2 separate regions of the Danio rerio genome follow, and region 2 is linked to region 1. A link is a contact called in public Micro-C data. All regions are on one chromosome and are shown on one strand. The core of a region is the stretch at or near the end of the contact, and the rest is flanking DNA. Distances in the headings are between cores, read along the strand shown.

Evidence for each region. A called contact is a pair of places that touch in the nucleus more often than the background predicts.
Region 2: a contact with region 1 is called in a Micro-C map of caudal fin, with 5 times the contacts expected there. The contact joins the promoter of carf here to the promoter of bmpr2b in region 1. A contact is called at or near these places in 4 of 18 Hi-C or Micro-C datasets (caudal fin, embryo, hematopoietic stem cells and 1 more) and 2 of 4 datasets of contacts at active chromatin or transcription factors (caudal fin and embryo).

What each region holds. Positions count from the first base shown.
Region 1 is chr9:13,103,439-13,108,651 of GRCz12tu, reverse strand. It overlaps bmpr2b (bone morphogenetic protein receptor, type II b (serine/threonine kinase)), which reads right to left and starts at 3,245. Exons shown (of 13, transcript NM_001039807.1): 1 at 2,372-3,245. The coding sequence starts at 2,450.
Region 2 is chr9:13,371,994-13,377,142 of GRCz12tu, reverse strand. carf (calcium responsive transcription factor) reads right to left here and starts at 1,336. Exons shown (of 14, transcript XR_012385213.1): 1 at 1,185-1,336; 2 at 596-706; 3 at 1-85.

The sequences.
Region 1 (5,213 bases), core at 1,996-4,495:
TTAAAGAAATGGTGCACAACTGACAATGATATGCGTGATATGCTTCTCCTTCCATCTGCAGCCTAGTCTATTGTACAAGGCAGAGACTGTTATCTCATCGAGGTCAAGGCTTTAACCAAAATACGTTCCCAACTATCAGCGGTGCCGTTGGGTCACATGAAACACAAACTACTACACTCAAAAATTATTTTCAAACTGCTAATTTAAAACAAGCTAAAATAACACAACTTATGAGATCTTTTAGGGGGGCAACTTAATTGGTTTATCTACAATCCACTTTAATTTGTTAAGTTAACTTAATTGATTTATGTTGGCACAAAATGAATGTTTTTTTTTACAGGTTACCCCACAAAACGCATGTGTGTAATTGCTGCTTAATTAATACAAACACTTGAATTGAAATTAATTCTTGCAAACATCTTGGGGAAATATGTCCATCCATCACATTCCAGAGGTAGGGACTTTTCAGGGGACTTAAAACAATCGATGGTACAAGATCACATGCTTGTGATGTGATGACTAACTGCATATCCATAACAACAGGGTAAACAGGCTCTAATGGCTGTGGCTGACACACAGCATGGTCAATCTGATATATATAAAAGCAAGAGAGAAAAAACAGACATCAAAACACCCTCTCTGAATGTTCCCCAGTCTGTGTGTGATTTATGCTCAGCCTTGTTTTGAACCTTGTGCACTCCTTATAGCTGCCAACATTTAAATAAAAAAAATGTAAAAGCAAAGTCTATTTTGTAATTTTGCATTCTGAAACCAACCAACTGAAACCAAAAAAAAACTAAATGTTTCTTTACAAATATGCCAAGAAGCACCTGCTTCTGTACATAATGACCAATGCAAAGTCAAATATTGTTAGTTTAAATTAACTAAAACTAAAATAATTTAACTTGCATCCACATATCAAACCACAGATGATGGAAATGACTGGAATTAATCATGTCTGGATTAATAAACCAGAATACATTTCGTCAATTCATTTGTTGCATTCAAATACAAACCACCAAAACACAAAAAATATCAAGTAAATATCAAAATTATTAGGACATCATGTGCCATAACAGTGGTATAATAAGGTAATAACATCTGACACCATCACTGAACTAAAGAACCAATGATAAGATCTACTTCAACAGTTTTGGGGAAATGCAGACTCCCACAGTACTAAAGTAAAGACTGCACACACTAATTAAAGGGATAGTTCACCCTAAAATGGAAATTTCTGTAAATGTACTCACCCTCAAGCCATCCAAGGCTTCAACTTTCAACTTTTTGGGCTTTTTAGATTAAACTGTGATCCTTTTGGTTAAATAATGCAAGTCAACAGCTACCAGCACTTCAGAAATTGTTATCAAAACGAATAACAGTGGCTCCTGACAATACAACTGATTGGTCTGTCCAAGAAACAGAATGCTAATTACAATATTATTGTCTTTAATCCACAGCCTCAAAAACCATCTTGAGCACGTTCACAACAGCGAGGAGTGTGTGAGCTAATGATGTTTGACAGGAAGCTCATGCTACAGACTGTCGTAAAAATGCACTCAAGGCCAGTCAGTTAAAAATCCTCTTTAATGTTCTACTGAAGAAACGTCCTTTATATCTCAGATGGCATGAGGTTGAGTAAATTAGCAGCAAATGTTATTTTGTTGTTGTTGTTGTTGTTTGAACCAAGCCATCACAAAACCTGAAATGTAATAACAGAACTTGACCAAGTATGCAGAAATACTGTGCAGTGACAGCCTAGTTGTATCTTTCTTCCCAAGACTGAGGTCAAGTTGTTTTTATATTCAAACATTCAGACTTTCTGCTTCATAATATAATTTCAGAAAAGTATTCTTTGCAAATTGTGAAATCATATGAGCAGACAATGAATGTCTACGTACAACACAGTCAAATAAATAGTGCTAATGCTTTGACTTACATGTGATTTCAGGCTAAATATTCAAAAACTATGGTAAACAATATAGGGAGCAAGTGACAAGCTGTCACTGAACTAATGTACCAATGTAAAACCAACTTTACCTCAATCTTTCCAAGTACCACTAATAAAAGCATCTACTTGTGTAGTAAACAACTCCAAAGTAAATACACTTTGGTTTAACAGGACTAACATAAAGAGGACACCCTTTAAGACATTGCAGGACTAACACAGAAAAGCAATACGAAGCAAATCCCATTCATATTTGTGCTGCAAAACGTTTCAGTTCACTTTGCATTACAGTGTGCATGCCGCAGCGCTGAGGGATACCAACGAACAACTCACACTTAAGCCCAAAATAATGTAACATGCACTCTGTAATGTGGATACACACAGCACTTAAATAGTTCAAATGTAGATCTGGGGTATATTTACCGGCCACAGCACTGAGCAGAAGCAGTGAGCAGAGCCCGAGTGACAGTACTGATGTCCGGTTTAGGATCCGCACTCTCATCCTGCTGCCGCTTCTGGATGGATTCAGCTCCAAAAAAAAGTTCCAGTAACTAGATTTTCTGTTCCCCCTTTCTTCTTTCTATCGACCGAAGTTCAAGCTCATGTGCACGGAGCAAACAATCCGAAATGACTAACGTTAGTGCAGATGAAGATTTGGAGGCAGCGCATGATTTTAGATGCCTTTGGTTTCGATAAACAGCTTATAAACGCATTTTCTCCATGCTGGTTGGGAGTTTGAGCGATTATACTTCATTTAATATGTATAATACACTTCCTCGCATATCTTAAAATAAAACTAAAGGTCTCAAAACCTGCTGTGTGGCGTCTCTCGGTTGTCGTCTGTGTTTATAAACAAGATTTAGTTTCGATGTAATATTTGGTTCTGGTCCAGATGCTCGAGCTCAGGATCTCAATATGGGTCAGGTTTCTTGGTGTCAGTCCGCTTCAGTCGATGTTTAGCTTCACGAGCTGACGACATGTCCGACATTTCCCGACTGTGCCCGGTTTTATTCCTGCATTATCCCTTAAATGATGTCTCTGAAATGAAGTAAACCTGCGGCAGAAGGCGTCGAGCTCAAGCGGCCGAACAGGAGCGACATTGAGTCCGATCCAAAGCGACGGAGGCCTGTAATGAACAACGCGGCGACTGTCGGTAGACTGTGTGATGGTCGTTAAACTGATTGCCGGTCGGTCAGGGTCTGTTCGGTTAAATAAGCGCTTTTCTCCCCGTTGTGGTTGATTATCGCCCCGCGGATCGTGTCGAGCTCCCGCGGCCGCTCTCGGTAACTTCAGCTCCGCCTAGAGCAGACAGATGAAGGGCAGTCAGTCCTCCTCCTCCACCCCCACCTCCCTCTCTCTCTCTCTCTCTCTCTCTCTCTCCCTCTCTCTCTTCCAATCCAATTCGATTTTAAGTTGTCTGTCATGCTTTCTTTTTCCACCCCAACCTTACAAATCCACCATAATCACAATATTTTAGCCAAAACATGCTACACTTATGATTACTATAGCTGGGTAATTGGTTTCACACAAACCTAAACTGTTTAGACAAATCCCATGGTATTATTGTAATCTAAATAGCCTGTCTCCTACTTGTACTTTTTATATAGGTCTAATAATATGTTCCTGTACATAACAATGTAACGGTCAAAACTCTTACGACCAGCAGCACACATTTGAAGTGTTCAAACAGGCTGAAAAAATACATATTTATTCATATTTAACCTTAATATCGCAAGCTAATTTTCGCATTAGGACAAAAACAATGAATAATTATTGACAGTATTGCTGCTTTCACAATATTGTGCATCACAAGTGAAAATCAAGTGAAAATTTGTGTCTGTGTGTGCTGGTTTACAATTTTTTTTTATAATTACATGTGTATGACCTACACAGCAAGTAGCCTGTTACAATATTGAGAATGTTTTATGAGGACATGTCATGTGTCCTCGTAATTCAAAACAAAAAAAAATTAAAAATCAGGTTTGCCGTGAAGGTTGAGTTTAGGGTAATAAAATGGCAGTTTTAAAAGTATAAAATACATTGGAGAGTCCTCATAAACCACCAAAAAAATGTGTGTGTGTGCACCCATCTAATGGATTTAAACATGTACAGTAGTCAAGACCCCTGATAGCACATATTGCAGAGATGTCTGTTTGGTGTTTGTGTTTACATCTGGAAGATACATATGTACTCTTAGCACTGGGTTGCAGCTGGAAGGGCATCCGGCACATAAAACATATGCCAGAGCAATTGGCGGTTCATTTTGCTGTGGCAACCCTTGATAAATCACCAGAGACTAAGCTAAAGGAAAGTGAATGAGACATATTTGTTAGTGTTTGTTCATCTACACAAGTCAATTTTCAGATGTCTTTAAGATGTTTAAAAATGTAGAATGTTCTTTTAGCAGACCTACTTCAGACCTTTTTTCAGACTAGACAATTTTTAAATTACGTCTTGCAGACATGCTGAATATACATAAAGTTATGCTGAATTTCAAAACAAGCACCAAAATGGGGATGAAATGTGTTTCAAGTATAGTGAAGAGTTTATGTAAGATGGGCTGGACTGAGTATTTCAGAAACTGCTCAATTACTTCACTTGTAATGCACAATATCTCAATATTGTAAATAATTTTTTAAAAATGTCATTGTTTTCCACCTAATCAGAAAATTGGATTGCTATACTAAAGCTGATAAATTATTATGGATTATTTTAGCTTGTTTAAACGCTTGTTAAGAATGTGCTGGCTACGAGGGGTTTGATTGGCGGTGCCTTCCACATTTTAATATATGCTTTAGCAGAGTTAGATGTCAGCAGTTAGTTTTGGGCTTTCCATTGTGGGACACAGAAATGACTTTACAATTGCAATTTGAAAATGATTTATGAAAAACAAAGATCTAAATGTTTCCTTGCAGTTTTGCCTTTGTTTTAGTAATCAGAGTTAAAATACCATGCATTTACTGTATTCATCAGTCTAAAGCAGGGGTTACCAATATGTTCCTGGAGGTCTGGTGCCCTGCAGGGTTTAGCTCTAACTTGCCTCAACACACCTGCCTGGGTGTTTCAAGTATACCTAGTAAGACCTTGATTAGCTTGTTCAGGTGTGTTTGATTAGGGTTGGAGCTAAAATCTGCAGGACACCGGCCCTCCAAGAACAAGTTTGGTGATCACTGGTCTACAGTATATACATATATAGAGTATACATATTCCAAACATAAAGAGTTATTGGTATTGGCTAAAATGTATATATCCATGCACCCTAACT
Region 2 (5,149 bases), core at 87-2,586, 270 kb before region 1:
TCCCAGATACATCAGGGGCTGGAATGACTAAGGAAAGCTCTGGTGCATGTGCAGTTTCTTCAGCGTTTAGGATTGTGTCAGGTTCCTAAGATACAAAATAACAAAAAATATATCTTATAATAATATAAAATAATAAATATAATTAACAAAACCCAATTCATTTTTTTGTCTTTGTATAAATGAGTTTTACTCTTACTGATTTAATGATGAATGTTAAGTTATATTTTTAAACAGCATTATTCTGTCCTTAATTTACATTCCATTACAGTTCACTGCGAATCATTTTACTTCAAATGAGCCAAAATAGGTTCCAGATATGCCTCTCGTAAATTTTAAAATGATCATTTGTGCTTTATACATGCTTGTGTTCAACATATTGAAACAGAAATTATTATAATTACAATTATTCATAATCGTAGTTATAATAACTGTTGTAAAAGTAAACTTTGTGCAAAAATGGAATTTATTTCTTAAAGCATTTGGGCGTTTGTGAGGCTTTCTTGCTCGTGTTTGTTTAACAATGTTCTGTACTGAAGAGTGAGTTACTAAAAAAAAAAATAGTTTTGTACACCATTTTTGCTACCTCTTTCTTTACCATTTCTGCTTGTGTTTCTGCAGGCTGTGCATCTTCTCCTTCAGACTTAAGAACATCCTCCACATCTCTCTCTTCCTCCTCCATTTATTCTCTAATCAGACACACGGCTGTCTAAATCAACAACACACATCACAAATAAGCAATAATTGTTCATTAATTTAACTGATTTATATAAATTGATTTTAGTGGTCGAAGCAAATGTGGTGGGGGTGAAACTGCTTATAGTTGATATAGAAACATATCCACAATAGCACATGTAACGTTAACGTTAAGTCGAGTGTAGATTTCAGAATTCAGGTCAAATGTTTTGAATAAACAAACAATAACCGGTGACTACCAACTACTCAACAATATCCAGTTCAGTGTAACTCTTAACTCATTTTAGACACAATGTTATAGTCTATGGTCCAAGTGAAGTATTATAGTTTAGATTTTCAGACAGCGCTTCAAAATTGTGACAAACTAATATCGTTAAATATAAACGCCATGTTGGATCTATGCTCGCTAGCGGAGCAGTTTCATAACGACACACAGCAAGTAAAAGAAAGAAAACAGGCTGATCTCGAGCGACAGACTGATTTTAAATAACTTTTTCCGAGTCAGCTCGCTGTGGAAGTTCTTCCCAGTGCACAGGATGCCGTGGAGCCCGGGCTTTATATACAGGAAGGAGGAAAAATTGAAAACGAGTCTACTCAACCTCGTCTTCGTCCAGGATTCCTCTCGTCGTAAAACGCGTAAGCTGTGCGTCATCATCCGCATGGGGTTTAAGTCTTCTCGGCTTCCGTAGGACAAGCGCTCTCTTTCGCTTTGCACAGAACGTAACGTAATGAAACTTTTCATTCACAAACAAAAATTCGCAAATAATTACCCATCATTTGCTCATTTTAGAATATAATTTAACTCCCTCCTAAAATCACTTCATCTTATTAAGAATAAAAAAATCTAAGATTCCTGAAATATTGTGCAGATGTATTTAAAGTAGATTCTCGAATTTAGTTGCTTTCCTTATGGTAATTTGTTTAAGTGTCATTGTAATTTCATTCACTCGTTTAATTTTGTTTGTTTAATTTAGTAATTTTAATATTATTATTTTATTATTATTAATAATATTAGCTATAATTATATTAATATTTTTCTCTTTCTGTCGAATGGTATTATTTGTACGTGATTACATATTTTTCGTATGACTATGTAAATTATTGACCTTTTAAAGATCTGTCTGTGATCCCTTGGACTTTGTTATGATGTTTGAGGCAGTATATGTTTTCTATCCGTGTGGGATGATAATGAAAAATACATGGAAATAAGTAATAATAAATACGTTTCAGCTAGATTATTACTTATTAGCTATAGAGATGCTATCCTTGTAATAGTAAACTTAGTAAATATGCTCGATATTGAAATGTACTTTTTGTGACTTGGAAACAATGGTTCATCTTTTTTGTGAATGTACTTGCACTGCACCTATCTCTCAGAAAAGATATATGTTGAAATTTGTTTAAATACATTTGACTATTTTTTTATATTCAATTCTAAACCTTGCATTTAGTACATTGTTAATGTAAGGTTTTTTCACAGGTGTCAATTAAAAAAAAATCTCATACTGGCAATTTTTATTTTTTTATTATTATTTTTTTTGACTACACGCCATTTTATCTTTAATAGGCATGAAAAACTTTAAAAGTCAAAAATAGCTTTCAGAGTATAACCTTGTTTAATTTTCCCTCTTGTATTTGTCTTAGTTTTTTATTATTTATTTTATTTTATTTATATTTTTTACAGTTTATTTCCTCTGAAATGTAATATACATATTGTGTATTTTTTCTAATGATCCAAGTTTCAAAGTTCATGCAATCCTTCATTGTTAACTGTTTTTGAGATCAATAAAAACATATTAGCTAAGCCATATTAACTAGGCTTGTAGTGAACTATAAACTGTAATAAATTTTAGTTTTTACTACATTAGCCTATTGTAGAACGTTTGTTTACATTAGTTGTTGTATTACCTCAGCAACTATAGAATTACCTCAACAGAATAATTCAAGTACTTTCAAAATCATTTTAGCGTATTCAATAAATTCATAATAGGCCATAAATATGTTTTTCATGAAGGAAAAGTATGGACATCATCTAACCGGCAAGGGGCGCTATCGCTAAACAAAAAAAATCCACCCGTTCTTGCATCTCTCAAAAAATCACCTCAAATCCTCCATTTTATTACTTAAATAGCAGCTCTCGAATGTTAATGACAGGCCCATCGTCTGTCAGCATTCCTCTAGAAACCAAAAGCAAACAGGAAAGGCTCCAATGGAGCTAATTTAGACCTGGAGGAGTCTGTGTATGCTTGTGTTGAAGCAGCTGATCCTCTGTCAGCTCTAAACTAACAGGACAGGGGTTGGAGCTGAGCCTAAAACAATGAGTCCTACACGCTCACAACAGACAGAAAAGGTGAGGAATCTGGGCCTGTGATCCCAGGCTGAGAGTGAGATTAGATGGAGAGCGGCCCGAGGGCCTCAGAGGGTCGCCCGGCTCCGTTCACACTCACACGCTGAGGGTTCGATCATGGGACATGTCTGTAGAGCCTGTTCGAGCTCACGGGGAGAACAATTTCCTGTGTGTCTGAAGAGTTCTGGCAACTCTGTGAGATGCAGGACTGAGTTTACTTTCCATGTGCTATTCATATAGATATATTTTTTTACAATATTTAAGAAACAGCGGGAAAAAAAGAGGGGGCTTGCTATTGCGATTGTGAGTAGGGGCTACTTGATTTAAACCTGAAATCAAATCAAACCCAAAAACCAAACAAACAAAAACAGAATAAATGCTGCATACATATTTCAAAACAAATGCTGCAATTTTCTTGTAAAACTAAAAGATGAAGTTTGTTTTGATTTAGTTTTACAAGAAAATAGCAACATTTGTTTTAAAAAATGTATGAATGTTTGTTAGTTTTGTTTGTTCATGCGACATTTATTTTGTTTTTGTTTGATATTTGATTACTAGTTTGGGGACAGGAAAAACCAAACACAGCAAACCCAGACAATCCAATAAAAAAAAAATTCATCTTTTCATATTTTTTGTTTAGGTATTTTTTTTTTTCTCATAGCCTATATGAAAGTAAATATGGAAGTCTGTTTCCACCATGGAATTAAAAAATAAAAATAAAACCTCACAATTTCAAGTCGACAATTCTGAATTTATTACTCACAACTCAATTTCAAAGTTTATACTTCACAGTTTATATGCCACATTTCTGTTTCTGTCTCACAATACTGAATTTATATCTTGTAATTCCAAGTTTATTCCTTAAAACACTGAGTTTGTATCTCCAAATTATGAGTTCACAATTTACAATTCCGAGTTTATATCTCTATTTTGAGGTTACCAGTGGTGGAAAGAGTACTGAAAAATCTTACTTAAGTAAAAGTACTGTTACTTGCCAAAAATGTGGTGCAAGTAAAGTAAAAGTATCTGCTGTAAATATTACTCAAAGTATGAGTAAAAAGTAGCCCTTTCAAAAGTACTCAAGAGTAATGAGTATTACGCTGGGAAAAGCTGATGCATTTACGATTTGTGGATGTGTGTAAACGTAACATTCTGTAGTGCATTTGGTTATTGCCCAGCATGCACACAACATCATGAGATGTTAATATTAGGTTAGATTTAGGTTGTGATGTCAGGTGACCAAAATTCAATGTCTAGTCAGTGTCTAAGGACAACATTATTTTGATGTCCATTAACGATGGGAAACGACGTTGATATTTGGTTGATTTTAGGTTGTGTTAGAAAGTGACCAAAATCTAATGTCGAGCCAAAATCTTAAACTAATGTTATTTTTATGTCAAATAATGACATTTTTTCATTAGGTATGGCAACCAAAATCATAGTGGTAACGTCCACACAACGTCAAGCTGTAACATCAATAGAAGTTGATATTATGGTTGATTTTAGGTTTGACACTAATGTTGGCCTGACGTTGGGTTCTGATGTCTACCCAATTATCATTTCCAAAATAAAATGTAACGTCTCCACAATGTTAAGGTACCACGTAAATCTTATGTCATGTTGACATCTTCAAATAAAGTAGTGACTGTAGGTTGAAGAAAAGTATTGGAGTATAAGTACCAACAGTGCTAGAAATGTACTCAAGGGAAAATAAAAGCATATAATTGTAAAACTACTTAGTAAATTACAATTCCTGAGAAAAACTACTCAATTACACTCAATGACTACCACTGGAGTTTACATCCCACATTTCTGACATTTATATCTTGAAATTGCTAACTTAAATCTCATACTGCCGGGTTTATTTATCAGAATATTCAGTTCTTATCTCCCAGTTCAGTTTACACACCACCATTCATAGTTTATATCACACATACACAAGTTTACATCCCACAATTCTGAGTTTTGTATTGCAATTCCAAGTTTATCCCACAAGTCTATGTCTTTACTTTAGGTTTACATTACTGTATATTCCAAGTTATCATACTTCATTCTGTGTCTGTCTTTTAAGGCAAGATACTTTAGGTGAATGGATTTTAATTTTTTTCA